Regions from separate parts of the Mus musculus genome. Here region 2 is linked to region 1. Evidence: chromatin contacts called from public promoter capture Hi-C data. All regions are on one chromosome and are shown on one strand. Each heading gives the region's core, a stretch centred on a gene start, on an enhancer-like site or on the middle of the called end of the contact. The rest is flanking DNA. Distances are from core to core; before and after follow the strand shown. Region 1 holds the start of Maip1 (matrix AAA peptidase interacting protein 1). Region 2 holds the start of Plcl1 (phospholipase C-like 1).

Evidence for each region. Promoter capture Hi-C pulls out the DNA fragments that hold promoters and counts their contacts.
Region 2: a promoter capture Hi-C map of pre-B cells shows a contact between it and region 1. The contact joins the promoter of Plcl1 here to the promoter of Maip1 in region 1. A contact is called at or near these places in 4 of 39 promoter capture datasets (the 3T3-L1 cell line, hippocampal neurons, liver and 1 more), 2 of 484 Hi-C or Micro-C datasets (cortical neurons and pro-B cells), 4 of 115 datasets of contacts at active chromatin or transcription factors (embryonic forebrain, embryonic hindbrain, large pre-B cells and 1 more) and 1 of 9 other capture datasets (adipose tissue).

What each region holds. Positions count from the first base shown.
Region 1 is chr1:57,404,730-57,408,332 of GRCm38.p6, reverse strand. Maip1 (matrix AAA peptidase interacting protein 1) reads right to left here and starts at 2,067. Exons shown (of 5, transcript NM_001081181.3): 1 at 1,111-2,067. The coding sequence starts at 1,560. It overlaps Tyw5 (tRNA-yW synthesizing protein 5), which reads left to right and starts at 1,659. Exons shown (of 8, transcript NM_001037742.2): 1 at 1,659-1,949. The coding sequence starts at 1,872.
Region 2 is chr1:55,403,930-55,407,532 of GRCm38.p6, reverse strand. It overlaps Plcl1 (phospholipase C-like 1), which reads right to left and starts at 1,587. Exons shown (of 6, transcript NM_001114663.1): 1 at 903-1,587. The coding sequence starts at 1,145. It also overlaps the pseudogene Gm8531.

The sequences.
Region 1 (3,603 bases), core at 818-3,317:
CCACCATTTTACCCCTCTGTGCACAACTGACACAGAGAACAGACTAGCAAATTCACCCTATCTTCATACTTAGGTAGGCATTATCACTCAAGCTTGCTCACTTTTATTTTTGAGCAAACATATATATTAGCTAAGAGTGGACCCAGGGAGACAGGAGTTAATACTGCCCCAGATTACACGAAGTTGAGAACTCATTTACAACTACATGAGTTGGGTATAAATGGCTAGGAATTGGGGAAAATCTGAATAAGTCAGAAGTAAAATTAAAAATACCAGCATATAGTCAATGTTGTTAAATTATTATCCTGATGGTCTATTCCAGTATGAACTGGAGAATAAACTATGACTTCTACCTTTGTATTAATCAACAGTTTTGAAATGCTAGGGACTGACAACCTAAGAAAATGAAAGGAGATTTAAAAAGTCTTCCTGGAAAGAAAAGCATGTACACACAAACTGTGTCAATGATCTTGAGATTCAAAGTGACCATTGTTAAGGCAACATCACTTGCTATTCAGAAAGGTCACGATGGGCAAAGTCAGAGCTAGGAATCACCAGTGTGCTAGACCTGGACACTAAGTAGACCAGCAGCCTCAGCAAACTCTTATCCTTGACAGAATATATAGGTAGAGAATGCAGAAGGCAATTCAGATCTGTCAAACAGCTGGTAGGAAACTGCCTTTGTACCTGAAATGATATGTTATTACTTTGGCAGTGTTATCTTATTCCTCACCATAACTTACTCCATTCGATTTACTTAACAAATACTTATGAAGTGCCTACTATGTGTGCCAGGCACTGTCTTCTCTAATCTTCTAATTCTGGAAAAATCATACCCAAAGGATTAACTAATTTTAGAGTGGCACTGACAAACAGGCTTTGAACTTAGGCCTTCATCCTAGTTTCTTGAATGAACCCCTCCTCCCTGACGACCATGCGAACACACTTAGAAGCTTATTAAAGTCCTGAAGTGGCCGAAAGATTCAGTGTCTAGGTCACTACCATCGTTGGATACCACGGGTCGCAATGAAGAAACTTCATGGCTAAACACTTGATCACGGAAACGCTGAATGCACGAGGCAGAGAGGTCAGTTAGGGGAGCAAACAAACCTGCTTCGCCCCTTCAGAGAACTCAGCGATACTGAACTCTTTGTCGAAATAGGCCCAAATAAGGAAGGCGTAAATTCGAGTCCGGACCCAGTTGATGGGATTGGAAAATCCCAGAATGATCATTCTGGTTCTCTGGCGTTGCTGGGGCTGCTCCTCGGTGCTGTAGCTGCGGCTGGGACTAGCGGGTAAAGAAGCGAGGGCTGGAGGATGTTCTACCCGGCCGAGAAGGGATCTTCGGGAGCTCCAGGAACGCAACGCAGGGCTTGTCCAGGCCCGAGTGTAGCGAGGGATCGGAGCCGCGCTTGAGCCCAGGCGACGGCGGCACAGGCAGCAAATTTCAGTCAGCGTCAGCCTCACCTCGGTGCTACCGAGAGTCCGGAGTCGGGTGACCGGGCCGGGCAGCGGCCGGGAAAGCAGGGGCAGAGGTAGGAGACGGGCGGCCAGCGCCATGTTTGTGACCTTTCACCTCTGCATGCCTGTGCAGTACTGAAAGCAGGCCGGAGGGAAACCAGCTCGCCGGGGTTGGAGAAGTGGAGCCAAGGCCGCCTCGCTGCCGCCGCCTCGGGTGAGTCCTCTCATTTCGGCTGTGTTAGCCCTCAGCCCAGGCCGAAGCCCTCGGGCTCCCCGCCGTGCGCACTTCGAACCAGCCGCCGCCCTCTGGGGTCAGTCACCTACGCGGACCATTTCTTCCGGAGTAGTGTTTCCAGGGGAAATCACGCGTGGAAGAACTCGTCCAAATTCCCAGGCCTGTGAATTTCACCATGGCTGAGCAGCGTCTTCCGGTACCCCGGCTGCGGGGCGTCTCCCGGGAGCAGTTCATGGAGCATCTTTATCCACAGGTGAGGAGGCCCGCCGCGGAAAGGCAGGGGAGACACCCCGGTACCTTCTGGCGGCCCATCTGCTCTCCTGCAACCCAGAGATTGTTCGGGGGAAGAGAAGGCGCTCTGCTGTCAAGGGAGTGAGCGGAAGGGACCTGTAGCCCTGCTCGGGAATTCAAAGCCCCGGAGAGAAACGGCCCCACATTTTTGGGGAGCAGGATGACCGGAGAAAGCTGGGTGGCACGAAGCTCACTGAGAGGTCGCGCGTGTGGCTTTCTGACCTCACGTGCTCCCTTTCTATGGAGTTTTTCCTAAAGTCTAGTTCAGGATCCCTCGCCCTTCTCTTGCTTGGTCCTAACAGCCCCTGGAGTATTTCGAGATATTAGATTTTTGAAACTCGATATTTCAGTCTAATGAAGGATTGCAACAGGGAAACCAATGGAAATCGTCTCGTAGGTTTCCTCTGGTACAAGTCATTCCTTGATTTAAGCCAGAATCATAATTAAGGATTAAGCCCTTTAGTTTTGTTTTGTTGTTTTGTTTTTTCCGAGACAGGGTTTCACTGTATAGCTCTTGCTGTCCTGGAACTCACTCTGTAGACAAGGCTGGCCTCGAACTCATAAATCCGCCTGCCTCAGCCTCCGAAGTGCTGAGACTAAAGGCGTGCGCCACCACCGCCCGGCTCCCTTTAGTTTTTAAAGAAAGAAGTAGCAGAAAGCAGTTAGATTTAAGAAAAGAAAATAAGTTTGCTCTCAGGACTTTTCAAGAAAGTCCAAGTATCAGAATAACAGAGTAAGGATTCTGGCGATTATTCTAAGGGAAAAAGTCTCTGAAGTATATTAGTGGTAGTAAGATAGGATCTGTAGCTACAGCTACGCTATGCTGCTGGAGCAGCCTGAAGTGTTCCTTTGAGAAGACAGGATTACTGATGACCCTAGAAGAATTTCTAATTGAGTCAATATAAGGCAGAGTTTAAGTTTACTAAGAAGTTGTAGTTCATGTTTCAAGAGAGATGCTTTGGGCTAATACTATAGTTTGATCAGGTAAAACCATGGTTCACTAACATTGCACAAGGAGGTTAAGATGTGTCTTTTTTTACAGGTCAGTGGTGGCACATGCTTTTAATCCCAACATTCAGGAGGCAGAGGCAGGCAGATCTCTGAGTTCCAGGCCAACCTGATCTACAGAGCAAGTCCCAGGACAGCCAGGGCTTCATGGAGAAATCTTGTCTCAAAAACAAACAAAGAAGAAACAAAACCAAAAAAACCCCCAAAATATAAAAAGACAAGTCTTTTACTGCTGGTGGAGCTTTAATCTTGCTCATGAGAATCCTAGAAAATAACTATCTTACAGGAAAGGTGATAAGCCGTACCTGGTCATATGCGTTTTGGCCTTAGACATGATTTGTTACTATTATAATATTCTTACTTATAAAAAGAAATACCTCCATGTAGGCCACCTCCCAGCAAGATTTTTTAATTGTGCTGGAATTATTATTATTATGGAGACAGGGTATCTCTGTGTAGCCCTACTTGCCCTGGTATTCTGATCTGTAGATCAGGCTGTCTCAAGCTCACAGAGACCCACCTGCCTCCCTAGTGCTGGGATTAAAGGTATGTGCCATTACATCCTGACTAGTTGTGCTGAATTCTTACCTCTCAGCTGGTGAGAGACT
Region 2 (3,603 bases), core at 338-2,837, 2.0 Mb after region 1:
AATAATAGGTGGCTCCTAGACCTTTTGCTGTCGCCTGTGGTGTACTGTGTTTATCACAGATGGGTGGACATTCACACTGACTGCTTTACCAAGATCAGCTTTAATCTCACATGTACGTAGTATTCACATAGATCTATGCTAGGAAGCCCTATTCCAGGGCTCTTACCTGAAAAGATTACTCCAAAGTCATGCACCCAAAAGATGAACTTTCGAACATGGGAAACAAGTTCAAAGTGGAAGACAGAAATAAATAAATAGGGCGAAGAAAGGTTTACAATTCCTTGGCAGATGGATAAAGGCAAATCCTCTGGGGGTGCTAGGGGAGTCTGGGAACGTTTTCCCGGATGTGTGTTTTCTGCAGCGCAAAACCTCTAAGCTCTTCCTTCATCCTTTCTATGCTGCAGCGTCCGCTGCAAACTCTGCCTGCCTATCTGCAAAGTTCAGGCGTTTCAGGATTTCAGAACCATTTCTGTATGGGGGAGATTTCCCACACACAATTAAAAGTAAGCTGTGCTTTGCCTTTGCTGTTCGGGAAAGCTAGCTCTCCGCTGGAGAATGCACAGCCAGCCCGCAGGTCTCTGCATTTATCCCAAGTTCACCCTTCCTCCTCCCATCCACCGGTTAGTGAGAAAATGAGGGAAAGCATCCATCAAACCGCAGAAGCGCAGAGAACTTTTCCTCCGCTGTCAGAGAGGAAGTCACTTCTGCTTCTCAAGGCCAACAGCTGATTCTGGGAACCTCCGGACTAGGCAGGAAGGTTTGGCGATGAAGGAGGTGGGAGAAAACAATGCCCAGCCTGCGACGCCTAGGGCAATGAACATCCTGCCCAGGGGCTGGAGGGGGGATGTCCCCTACCCACCCGGCACCCATACCAGGCTCTGGGCCGCTGCTGCTCCGCTTACCTTGATGATGCTGCTACGCCGGGGGGTCGCTCGTGCAGCCTCCAGGAGGCCGGCCTCGCTATCCGCGGGGACCCCCGCAGCGCCCGGCAGCGCGACCCCACTGCGACGGTCCCTCATCCGGCCCCCCAAGGCCGGGGGTGGGGCGTCCCCTGAGGCAGCGTCGGCGCCGGCTCGGGGGTCGTCTTCGCCCCCGGCAACGTCGAGAGGCGCCGGAGCCTCCCTGCTAGCCGCGCCCTCAGCCATAGCCAAGCACGTTTTAGGCTCCCGGCGAGACAGCACGACCGCCAGCGGCGTCCAGCCCCGGGCACGGGTGCGCTCAGGCACCAGAAGGAAACCCCGCTAGACTTTGTTTTAGCGCGCCACGGCCGCTGCAGTGGCAGCCACAACTTTGTAGAAAGGAGACATCGCTCCGGCAGAGGCGTCCTCGGGCTGTGGTCCAGGAGGTCAGCGGGCCGGCGCGGACGGGCGGCGGGGGCGGGGAGAAGATGTGAGCGGGAGGGAGAAGCAGGCGAAAAGCAGCGGGAGGTACTGGAGACGCGAGGCGAGCGCCGGCTCTGTGCAGACAAAAGGCAGTGGGCGCCGGAGCCAGGAGCCTCGGAGCCGGGACGTGCGCGGCCGGAGCGGCGACTGCGGATCGGCCACCAGCCACCTGCCCGCCGACCGCAGCACGGCGGCCCCAGGAAGTGCGGCGGCGGGGCGGCCTCCACTCCGCTCGCCTGTGACAGGGAGGGAAGACTTGTTTTGACAGCCCGTGGGGATTGGCAGGCTCCCCGGCCTCTCAGGAGCCGAGGCTCACCGAGGGGGTTCGGGCCGACCAATCCTCACCGCGGAGGGGTGTGCCCGAGCGCGAAGAATGGAATGTGTTCTGTTGCTCGGAGCCTGCCCAGCCCAGCTGGCCCCGGTACTAGGCGAGGATGCGCGCGCCAGTGTGCGCACCCACAGGCACTCAGAGTACATTTTAGGAAGTTTAGAAAGGAGACGAAAGCGGCCTGAAGGTTCAAGAAATGGGACGCGGGTGGGGTGGTTTGCGGGCGGCAGTGAGATGACGGAGGAAACACTGCAAAACAGCAAATCTGGAATAAAGAAGATGTTGAGCGAGAAGGTTAGAGTGTTTGGAGGGGTGTAGTAGTGACACTTGGCACAGCCAAGGGTCAATCACTGGCTCTCCTGCCAATCCTTAGAAGTGAAGTCCACGCACTAGGACCCTGGAGTTCCACAGTTTGTCTCGGGTTCTATGAGCGGATTCTACATTCACTCAGTAATCTGAGTCAATACAACAAGGAGTTGGGTTTAAGGGGTAGGTAGGGTAAGAGGAAGCAGAGCAACGAAAACCCTGGGAACGCCGCCGAATGAAACACAGAGATGATGGAAGCCACATAGCGACAAGGTCATTGGCAGGTTTAGTCTCTACCCTAAACCGTTCTCGACGAGGGTCCAGCCTCCTTTCTACATATAATTCTAAATCATTACATTTTGCTCCTTCCACCAAGCTAGTAACCAAGAGGAGAGCAGGGATTCGGTAGCATTAATCACACCATGAGCAAATGTAGACAATGGCTCTAAGGTCCCTGGAGAGTTGGACGACGTACTGAATCTCACTTAGATCATTAAATGCATTTAAATTACTAATTATTTCATAATTCAAGATTTTACTTCTTCCTTACGTGGCCAATAGCACCAAGAAATTTTTCAGCCCTTCAGGGCCAGAAATTTATTAAAATTCTAGCATTTTAAGGATGAGCTGGGGTGTTAGGAGTCATCTAGGGCAGCTCTTTTATTTAACAGAGGAAATGAAAGCCCAAGGACCTTGTCTACTGACTGGTTAGTACAGACACTAAAATCAGATCTGCTACCCAGTTCCTTCCAAGCTCTCTTCACTTTTTTTATCTGGCTCCCCTGGGGCTACAACCAGTCAAAATTGGATGGGGCTCTTGGGAGAATTCACATTTGACATTTACCATCTCCTAGGGAAGACTGGAAAGACTTGACTTTACCTTTTCTTTAAATATACGTGCAACCCAGAAATGAGTGTCCTCTAGATGAGAGGCCAGCTCTGGTTTTAGAAGCAACACTGCCCTCTAGTGAGATGTTGAGAACTACAACCGAAATAGCAAGCGCTTCTTCTCATAACTGTTACATAGAAAATATATTTTGTCCTCAGAAGTATAGCCAATTTTAGGCTACTGTTTTTCTGATGCTCTCTCATTATTACACCTAACTTTGTCTTTTACAGATGTCAGGGTGTCTGCTTTCTGATACTTTTGTCAACTTGCCACTTGTGAGCTGTCCTTTGAAGACTGTAAAGCTGCAGATATCTCCCTCGTCATTTTCCTATATGAGTCTTATATACCAGTGTTTCCTATCCTACAGGCTTGTGTGCCTTTATATCCATATATATTTTTTCCATACACATTTACATCCATATACCCATATATGATTATATATTTATATCCATATATATTTACATCCATAGAGCATATGGTTTGCAAAATGTTTTGTTTCCACTCACGACCGACCAGTTGCACTCCATCTTCCCTTCCTTTGCACTCGTCCCTTGTGACCTTCTGCGAGCACAAATGCACAGAAACTGCTGAAGACTCTGAGCTCTTCAGGGAGGTTGTCTAACTCACTCGGCCTTGAGAATATTGGAGTACATCTAAAGGGTCTTTCATTTCTGCTGTCTCCTGCCATAAGCTCAGAA